Regions from separate parts of the Anas platyrhynchos genome. Here region 1 is linked to region 2. Evidence: chromatin contacts called from public Hi-C data. All regions are on one chromosome and are shown on one strand. The core of a region is the stretch at or near the end of the contact, and the rest is flanking DNA. Distances in the headings are between cores, read along the strand shown. Region 1 holds the start of LOC101789404. Region 2 holds the start of CBR4 (carbonyl reductase 4).

Region 1 (5,466 bases), core at 2,396-4,895, 290 kb before region 2:
CATAAAAAAAAAAAAAAAACACACAGGATTCTAATGCTTGAAATCACAGTCCGTAGTGGTTTATAGGAAAGATTTTAATCTAGCCAGCAAGCGTGTATCAAATTCTCCATATGCAGCTATTTTAACATCACTTATTACTTGCCTTTTGGGGAACAAGATTTCAATACAAATAGATAGACAATAAAAGTACCCATTTGGCTCTACACAATCTAAGTTGGTAATCAGGACCCACAAATCTATTTTGATTACTTTTATTGCCACTAGATGTCTCCATTCTCCATATGATCACAATGTGAAAATTTGTTTAGAAGCAATTAAAATAAATCACTGCTGAATACAAGCTAAGTTCTAAATCAGTGGTTAAAAATCTCACTGAATTCACACTGGGGAGCAGCTGTTGTGAAACAGATTATTGGCTTTAATATAGGTTGACTGGACTCCATAATGAAGTCACAACAGCTAACTACAAAGCCCATTACCTATGACAACTGGCTAAAGTTCATGTTTTTTCTTTTTAAAAGGCTCAGTGCATGTTAAGACACACTTATATATGGGGAATCTCAGTTATTCACTAATATGAATTCTATTATTCAAGCATGTGAACTCTGCAGAACAAAACCTTTCAAAGCCTAAACTCCTTTAAAATCTAGAATATTTTTATGGGTGGTCTAAGTCATCAGTTTATGTATTAAAAAGTTATATTATCGCGTACAGACAGGCAAACACATACTGTCCAACTGCCAAGTTTCCTCACGTCTTCTTTTCTTTTCAGGAGTTTGGATTCCACAATAAAACAGTCATAAGGATTCTCATTGCCAGGAGTGAAATTGACTTGATGAATATACGCCAACGATACAAAGAAAGATATGGCAAATCACTCTTTCATGATATTAAAGTAAGTTTTTACACACTTTGCATATATTCAGCACAGGCACGTGAGCAGAGCCCCACTGGAAAAAAGTACTGAGGGCTAATCTCTATTCACTCCAATAGATTAAAAAATAAATAAATAATAATTTTTTAAAAAAGTAATGTTTAATATCCATAACATATCTTTTCAGTGCTTCAGGCTGACCTTGGTAAATAAGCAGTGGATTTTCAACTCACCCTCATCCTGTGTGATTTTGTCCCTCCCCAGTAGCAAGAGGGGGAATAAAAAGAGGGCAGAATATTCTGATGAATATCTTGCATGAAAAGTTTCTTACACTAACTGATACCATCTTCTTTTGCACTGTCCTACAAGGTTACACTAATATCAGACTGCTGTTACCCTTGTCTGGTCTTATCCTGGAAGTTCAGGTGTCAACCTTCATAAAAACTTTTCCTCTTGTATTCTTGCTCCATATCTTAAATCATACCTTTAGGACTGCTGAATTGTACAAAAATGACTCTTGCTAAGACCCTTTGCATTTTGCTTGTTGCTAATCTCCAACTGTAACATATGCAGTAGCTGTAAGAAGTTGCTTGTGATTTTTTGGTATTGAACTCAAGAAGCATTACACTGAATTGATTGGAATTTTCAAAGGTGGATTGCTTGTAGGTCCCCAAACAACCAAAGCCTGAGTTATGTGAAATTAAAAAATCTTGGCCCAGAATCCTTATAAAAACACTAATATTTTAGAAAACAGGATAACTTCACTCTAGTCTTTGTTACACACAAACAGAAGAAAAAATAAGTACAGTCACAGAATTTTTTCTCTTGCAGCATTTTGCTTCAGGTCACTATGAGAGAGCTTTACTTGCTATCTGTGCCGGTGATGCTGAAGATTATTAATGAAGAAGAAGATGGATTTTGAAGCCTGTATAAATCTATTTTAAATGGAAATTGAAGCTGTACACAACACACTGTAAGAGATACCTAATCTACATAATATAATTGAAAAATCAGTGCTATACATTTGTTAATTTTAAATCTTTCTTGAGCCGGAAAAAATATGTAAACAAACATTGTCAGAAACAGAGCTTTCCCTCTATTTCTGCCTAATATTTCTGTTAGTATAATTAAATGTAAATTAATGGAAGAACTAGTAAAAGAACTTTATGTAAGCATGTATTCATCATTTAGACGTGCAATGTCCCAAACCTTAGACAATAAATGCTGAAGAACCTATTCACTTCTATTTAGGAGAGAAAAAACATTTTACTTTATTTATTTTTAGCAGACAGATTTCCTCCTTTAAATGTTTTTTCCCCCTCTTCTTAAAGTTCAGATTTTATGCTCTGAAAGTGTAGTTTTAGTTACTTTCAAGCTAAGTATCTCTCCCAGTCTATTATCAGTCACTCACTGAAGAATACTCTTGTATTCTTTTCCATTTAGCACACCTACTTAATGCATTTCCCTTTTTCTGTTTGAAACTAAAGAAAAACAGAACCAAGTATTGATTTAGTGCCATGCTCTGAAAATCGCAGGACGAGGAAACATGGCATGGCCTTCTGCAAACTTACCCAGCCTGCCCAATGGTTCCATTTTGAAATTCCACTGTCATTTCAATCATTAACTGAATATGGATATTCTGGGTGCTGAGGTATTCCTAGGGTGTCTCTTATGGTGTAATTTGTGAGCTGGCTAATAATGGGTAACACTTCACCACCAAACGAGGTTCAAAGAGACAGTGCTCCTGAACCCCAGCAGACGTAGTTTGAGAACATTTTGTGACAACTCATACTGAAGCGAATAAAGGTGGCAGAACCCTGCCTCAAGTCATCATCCCGAAGGAGAACATAACACTTCCTGAAACATTTTGAGCCTATTCAGTCTATCAGCTGTACCCTCTAGCTTATTTGTATCTCCTGTCAGTCCTTTATGTAAGGGATTTAAAAGCAAGCATAAATGAGGTAATATTACAATAAAGTCATTGTCCTGTTTTGTTTCATTTTTTTGCCTGCATTTCGAAGTTTCCAGCTTGACATAAACCTTTGATTGAAAATAGGTAGTGACTTTCTGCCAGTCTGGCTCAGTATGACCGAATAAAACACTGCTGTTAAAGTATATAAATATGTTTGTTTTCACACTGTTTGCACCCACGTCTTTCCCATCTGAAAACAATGTATTTTTAGTGTACTTCATTTTTCACAAATACTAACCTTAGGCTACAAAACTGCCGACGTGCAATACATTTGAAATTTCACTTGGGTCCCTCTTGTGCTGACAGACCTCAGAATGTTTGAAGTAGAAAATTATTCATCCAGAGCTCTAGGTGGAAAGGACCTAGGAGGAAAGTTCACGAAGTCCTAGCACAAGGCAGAGCCATACGCTATGCCTGCACGTTATCGCTCCAAGCTCAGACTATGGTGCTGCCCTAAACTTCAATTACACTTTGATTTTGGACCTGTAGTTGCAGGTAACGGCCGTGTCTCACGGCTAGGGAGATGTAACAGGGCTTTAGCCTCGCACGCTGCAGGGAGGAGCAGCAGCACCTCACAGCTGCCCGCCCCGCCCCGCCACCTCCCCTCAGCGCCCACAGGCGGGGCTCCGCTCGGGACAGCGCCCACAAAATGGCGGCGGCGGCGCTAGGGCCCGCCAGGCGCCCCGGCTCCCTCCGCCCCGCCCACGGCTAACCCCTTGCAGCCGTTCCCGGTTCTGATTGGAAGGCAGCCTTGTCAATCTCTCTCGCCCACCAACCGTCACCGCGTCTCTCAGTGCCCCGCCCCGCCGCCGCTGCCGGGTTCCATTTTCCGGCCGGTTGGAGGCAGCGGCCGCTGCGGGGCAGCGGGGCGGGCCCGGAGCGGCGGGGGAGCCCCGATGGAGGCCAGCCTGACGTGCGCCGTGTGCCTGTCCCTCTTCGAGGAGCCGGTGACGCTGCCGCTCTGCTCGCACAACTTCTGCCGGGGCTGCGTGCTCGAGTGCCTGGCCTCGGCGCAGCACCAGCAGCGGGGGCCGGGGCCGGGCCAGGGCCAGGGCCAGGGCCAGGGCCAGGCGCGGCTCCCCCGGGGCGGGCCGGGCCCGGGCCCGGGCCCGGGGCCGGGTCCGGGTCCGGGCGGGGGCCGGGTGCCGTGCCCGCTGTGCAGGAAGCTCAGCCCCCTGCCCCGCGGCGGCGCGGCCGCGCTGCCCGTCAACACCACGCTGGCGGAGGTGGTGAAGCTGTACCGCTCCGGAGCGGCCGGGGAGCCCGGGGAGCAGGGCCCGGGGCTGGGGCTGGGGCCGGGGCAGGGCCCGCTGGCGCTGAGGGGCACCTGCCAGAAGCACCCGGGCCGCCTGGTGCAGCTCTACTGCCGCATGTGCCGCCGCGCCGGCTGCGGGCAGTGCGTGTCCGAGGAGCACCAGGGCATCTTCCACTCCGTCAACCTGCTGGACACGGTGTTCCAGGAGGAGAAAGTAAGCGCTCGGCTCCGCGCGGGGCACCCCCAGCTCCCTGCTTTGGTGCTTGGGACTCGTGTGTGCGTGCTGACAGGCTGTGCCGGAAAAAAACACGCTCATGCCGAGAGCTTGTGGCATGCCTGGGTCCGGTTTTACAGGCTTCTGCGAGATGCTAGCTCTGTTCAAAGAAAACAAAACCCACACCCACAGATACTTCCTTCACAGGCTCTCTGAGCTGCCCTGCCTATTTGGGGTAATAGGTAATAATGACACACATAGAAATAGATGGTTTAGGTAACCAATAATAAAAGTAAAAACCAAAATGCGCTTCTGTTTACATGAAAGCAACTGCCTGGCCTGTTCGTTTGTAGTGGCAGCAATAGTTGTGATTTTTGCCAAGGTTCCCAGCATTATGGTTGAGTGAGCTATCCTTGCCGTATGCAGGTTGGGTAACTGAGACAGAACCTCAGGACGGTGGTGAAGAGGGCTGTCGTGGCTTAGAAAATAAACCCCACGTTATATGAGTTAATTTGAAGCCACTACTGTTGTTTTTTTATTATTATCATTTTTTTGTCTTCAACCTAATTCTTTACTGGCCAGGGCTAGAACTGGAAAAGAATAAAGTAACTTATGTTTTCAAGAAAGGTAGGAAGTTAATGCGCGTTGTTGAGGCGTTGCTTCATATATAGGTAATGAACTAATTGGAAACAATGGTGTGGAAGAGGGTGTAGAACATGTAGGACTTACTGTCCACTAACTAGAGACTTCAAGGTAGTAGTGCAGTAGGTTTTTCTGTTTGCTGTTAATAATCACTTTCTTAGAAACACTTCTTAGTTTTAAGAAGCTTATGTTTTCAGGGAGACCATGTCAGTGGAAAGGGATGGTTTGGTTGTTAGAAGCTGAAGAACAGCACTGACTGTCATTAAGCTATGAGTTGTTTTTGGCACTGATTTACTTCCTGTTCCTCTTTCCAATCACCAATTGTCTGTCATTCAGGAAACAAGAGAAAAAGAGTCTTTGCACAACAGTTTGTTGTGTAAAATTTAGTGATAATATAATGCGGTAAGGAAGGAAAAAACAGTGGTGATACTGGTTAAAACAAGAATAACTTTGTTATGGTTAGCTTTCTATTTGTTTATTAAAAACACTTTTTTTTTTGAGACATTTAA
Region 2 (5,201 bases), core at 960-3,459:
ATATTTACACCAGGTTAACACTAAGTTACACTACTAAGTTACTAAAGCTATGCTTAACCACTAACCTTAGATTTTGTTTGTTTGTTTTCCTTCTACTTTTGACAAAAGCAAATGCTTTTTGAGATGTGAAATGACTCTGAAATAGGTAGCTCAGGTATCTAGGCAGGACTGTAAGACAAAAGTACTCCTATAGAATGAAGTATGTTTTTTCTGCAACCTCCAGTACCCAATCAGCTGTTTAGGGACTTCCTGAGCCAAAGGCAGAATCTAAGTAATAGTCATGAACCTCTTTTCCATATATTTGAATAAATCCATTTTGAACCCAATCATACTTTGTCTCCATAACATCCTGAGGCAACAAGTTTCATTATTTGTGGAAAAGTACTTTGTTTTGTTCTTAAATTTCTTTCTGATTAGTGAATGCTCTGCTTTTCTCTCTTATCTTCCCCCTTCTGCTCATAACTTGAGCCTATGTACACTTCTGCATATTACCTTAATTCCTATATCCTCTTCCAGGTTTACTTAGCTACTCTTATGCACATGGAAGCCACTAACAGACTGCCCAAGCTCACTAATCCTGTCACCCTACCCTTTGCCTTATTTAGTTCTATTATGCCCTTTTTTATGTGTGATAACTATAATCACACACAGTATTAAACATACATGAACACAGTCAGCTCCTACAATGGCATGATAATTTTGGTCTTCTGTGACCAAAACTTGCCTAAGGAGCTGTCAGTCCTTTTCTATAACAGAAAAGGAAAATCCAAGTGCCTGGAATCAACCCATGCATCCCCTTCCCAGCTGGCAAATTTAAATTGGCCTCCTAGGAGCAGGAAGAGGACTAATACTTGTGCCTCAGAGGGGAGCCCTTTCAAAAGAATACACACAAAAAGACCTGCTGTGTGTAGGCAATTCCTTGTCTGTCATGATGGATCTATTCTTTTGCAGAACTATCCACACAGACTCTTGCAAGTTCTTGCCTGACTGTTGCAACAATGTGGTACTAGGATTCTCTTCTTCCTCCATATTTTGTTCTTACCAGCACTGAACACACCTACTCTCTTATTTTTATTTAAAACCTGGAATAATACAAGTTGGAAAGGATCTTTGGAAGTCACTTTGTCTAACTCCTCCACCCACATGCACAATGTCAACTTAGGTCAAGTCGATCAGGGCCTTATCCAGTTGAGCTCGGAAGGGTAATCGTAAGCGTGAAAAAAATCACAGCAAACTTGAGCGTTGCCTTAATCAGTGTACGGTACCTCTGCAACTCTTCAGAATCAGTTTTGGGGTTAGCTACAGTGAGCCATCGCATGCTGTTTATAAATGCTGTCAGACCTGTATGTATGTTCCTTTCTCTGAATAGGCTTAGGTGTACAGGCCCCTAAAAGCTATCAGTGCAAATGAAGGTGCCACGAATTGTTCTGTGCTGAGGAGACTGCCTCTAAAATCTATCGTTCTGCCCTTCCTCTTCTCTGTGAGAAAGGGAAAAGCCCGGTGATTCTAGTGTTTCCAGAAATACTCGGTCTCTTTGTGCATTAACCAGGTATTTGCAGGGGGAGCACGTAAGCCTAACTGCAACGAAACAACATACAATCTGTGTTTTTTTTTTAAAAAAAAAAAAAAAAAAAAAAGCCATACACCTTCTGGCTCTGGAGAAAGGGCTCTGGAGTTTGACTTGGGCGAAAAACCCGCAGCGAGATGAGTAACGCGACACTCCCTCGCGGGCAGGCTCTCCCCTGCCGCCGAGCCCTTTTTTAAAACATTTTTTTTTTTTCTGCTTTTATGCTTTTATTGCGGCCGGTGAGGCGACGTCCTCTGCGCACCCCTCTTCGCCCCGCCCCGCGCGCCCCAACGGTCCCTAACGGCCGCCAACGGCCCCTAACGGTCACCGCCAGGGGGCGCCCGCGCGCAGCCATGCCTACCACAGCGCGGCGGGCGGCAGCAGCCGGCGTCCCCCCTCCCTTCCTCTGTCCCTCCCTCCCTCCCTCCCGCCGGCCGCGGAGGCGCCGTGGCGGCTGCCGGGCGCCCGGCTGCGCGCTCACCTCCCCGGGGCGTGGCGGCGCGGCTGGGCGCCGGGGTAGGGCGGGGGCTCCGCAACACGGCTGCTGGCGCGGCCCGGCCCGGCGCTCAAGATGGAGCCCGCGGGGCGTAGCGGAGCCGCCCGCCTGCCCGCACGGCGCGGGGCACGCCGGGAGCTGTAGTCCCCGTGAGGCGGCGGCGGTGCCACGGTGGCAGGGCGGGACCGGGCGGCGTGAGGGGGAGGCGGCGCCCGCTCCTGCCGCCGCTTGGCTGGCCCCAGTCGCACCCTTCAGGGAGTTGTGGCCACAGGGGCGGGGTTTTGTTCGTAGCTCATCTTTATTACTGAAGGTTTTCCTTTTTTGCCCCCACAGTATCCAGAATTTCCGCACGGACTGAACACTCTCATCGTGCCCAAACCGCTTAGGCGCACTTTTCCCACAAATACGTGAACAAATCTCGCTCTTGAGAAACTTAATTCACTGTACCTGAGAGAAAAGTTACATCACAAAGAAAAACAACACACCGCCCCCCTCAGGCTGGCGCAGGGCTCCAGCCCGACCCCGGGCACTGGCCCCTCCTGCAGTGGACTTTGGCCTTAAAAGATTTCCACCTCGATCTCTGTCTCTCCTGCCATCGCTCACTTCCCTCCATACACCCGACTCCTCACTCAAGGAGGGCACTAGTCTTTCCTTCTCCACCTATCAACAGTCCTAACTTTGCTCGTTCTGCCTCGCATACTCTCATCCCTGCTCCCATTCACTACGTGTTTATATACACTGCACAATAATACCTTATGGCAATAACTTCAAGAATTTATCATTTCAATAATTTATCATGCAACAGCCTCTTTGGATATTCCTCCTATTGTTGGTGAAAGGTATTTTTGATAAGTATTTCTCAGCAAATGTAACTAGGCTTTAGTTCATAAACATAAACTCCTGTCAGCATTCAGACTAAGAGCAACAAGTTATAAACAGCCAAGATTTCTGTCATATTATGAAGTTATTCCTGCCCTAATATATCACTAACCACAATATCGGTTACTGAATGGACAGCTGTGAATTGTTGCCCACTTCGGTCCTGTGATACGGCCTCCTGGAAATTCACTGTGTCTACTCATATTTCTGTTCAGTGCACTGTATTTACTGTGTCTTCAGGTTTGTTTTGTTGGGGAAAGGAAAGAAAGTGGGATGTTGGGAGATGATGACAGGGAGAAGGGAGTGAACAGAGTCAGAAAGAAGAGGAGGGATATTAAATGTGGAAAGATTTTGCATAGTGATTTGAACTGAACTCTATGAGATAAAGATAACTAAAGCTCTACGCTGCAGGAGTAGCAACACAGTTAATAAGCAACATGACTTGATCATTCACCTGCTTTCCCTTTATAAGCTCTAAGAAGAACTAAGAAGAACTTACAGAAGCAAAAGCTATACATTGTGAACACAGTAATTAGTCCTCAGACCTGAGACACATGAAAGTGAAATACTTCCATGATTCCTAATATCTGCTTAGAAATATGTAACATTTGTGAATAGGAGGAGACCAAAGGCTGCTTGAAGCAGGAAACTGAAGGCATATCCACAAGCATTAAGCCAGTTTTATAACCTCCTATTTTAGCAGGATTGTTCATTACAGGACTGTTTGCAAGGTTAACCCTAATGAGGCACAGATTTACCGAGTGCAGGAATACCAGCTTAATGTGGCACATCTACTTACTGACAGAAAACAGCAAGTCAAGGGACTGTGCAGTCATCCTGCCACAACTGCAAATAGATGTGATCCGAACCATAAGGACTTCTGGCAGAACTTCAGCTGATGATTTGCCAGCAATGAGTGTTGAACATGGTCCATAATAAATAGCAACTGTGATAGTGATAGTGACAATCACTCATATCTCATACACTGCTCACCTCCTTTATCTTCACCAGTATTATAGGAAATGTCAAAGACAATATTCTTTACAGCTGTTACCCATTTTGCAGCCCAAAACACATACAGTAACACTTGGAGCACTTTCAAGGAACTCAATTCCCAACATTCAATTTTCTCCATCAGATTGCCCTAAATAAATCTAGTTTCATATCTCATCTCCTCACAGAAATACTTTGGTGTCATTTAATCTTGCTCATGTATTACGGAGCAGCTGAAGACTTCATCTCCTTGTGAGATACAGAAGCCCATAACATTGTATTTCCTTCCAATGACTGAGCATTAGAGTAGTAAATCATAATAATACCAATCAGCTGGCTTAATGAGGTAGGAGGTAGGTTATTAAAAATGAGAAGAGGTATTTTTAGATGATTGCTAGTGCCATTTCTTAATTTATCTATCACAGTATTTTCCTTCAAAAATTAGCAGAAGCGATTAGCATTCTTGAAAAGAATTAACTATTGCTCACTCTAGACTATGTCAGATCAAGTGATGGCTGATTATATAAAACACATGCCTTATTTCAACAGTTTTAATCTGTAATCATTTTTCATAGGTATTGATTTTCAGGAGCACGGTTTATTACAAGATTGTCCTAGCAGTCCAACATATTTTCCTAGCTCCCCAAGAGGCCCAGTAAGCACACCTGCCCAGCCACATTTGGATTGCTGTTAGTATTACAGCAATCTAGGATGGCACAAGCTACTATCCTGAAACCTCAGAAAGAAATTTTATGAATCATATATATTTACAGTTATTAATTTTATAAAATAATTAAATATTTACTGCAAAGTGAGTGAAAAGAGCAATTTAGAAGATCGGTCTAGAAGGTGTGTCTTTTATGTGATGCAGGCTGATGCAACTGTAGGATGCTACAGGAGTCTGAGCTGTTTTTCCAGAACAGGAAAATTTCACACACATATAAGTATTTTATTTTTATCCTCACCTGCCTAAACGTTCTCTATAAGGTTTTGTATCATTTCTATACTGAACATACAAAATATACTACATACTACAGTGGCAGATTATCCCCAGCCTTCCGTGGACAAGCTCCCCTTTCTGCCAGAGTTCAACTTCCCTTCATCCAGTTTCTTCACATTGTGTTTATACTTGAATGCAGGACATGCAGGACATGTCCCTCAGACCATCCAAGTTCTTTCAATAGACACAAAAGTCATATACCACTGTTTGAGTAGGGTACATTTCTTCAGGGAACTATAGATTTGCCAAAAAATCACTTCTGAAGG

Evidence for each region. A called contact is a pair of places that touch in the nucleus more often than the background predicts.
Region 1: a contact with region 2 is called in a Hi-C map of skeletal muscle, with 2.2 times the contacts expected there. The contact joins the promoter of LOC101789404 here to the promoter of CBR4 in region 2. A contact is called at or near these places in 2 of 8 Hi-C or Micro-C datasets (skeletal muscle and subcutaneous adipose tissue).

What each region holds. Positions count from the first base shown.
Region 1 is chr4:29,828,567-29,834,032 of IASCAAS_PekinDuck_T2T, reverse strand. LOC101789404 reads left to right here and starts at 3,645. Exons shown (of 10, transcript XM_072037328.1): 1 at 3,645-4,315. The coding sequence starts at 3,743. It overlaps ANXA10 (annexin A10), which reads left to right. Exons shown (of 10, transcript XM_072037331.1): 10 at 773-3,502. The coding sequence ends at 967.
Region 2 is chr4:29,540,710-29,545,910 of IASCAAS_PekinDuck_T2T, reverse strand. CBR4 (carbonyl reductase 4) reads right to left here and starts at 2,209. Exons shown (of 6, transcript XM_027456433.3): 1 at 2,049-2,209.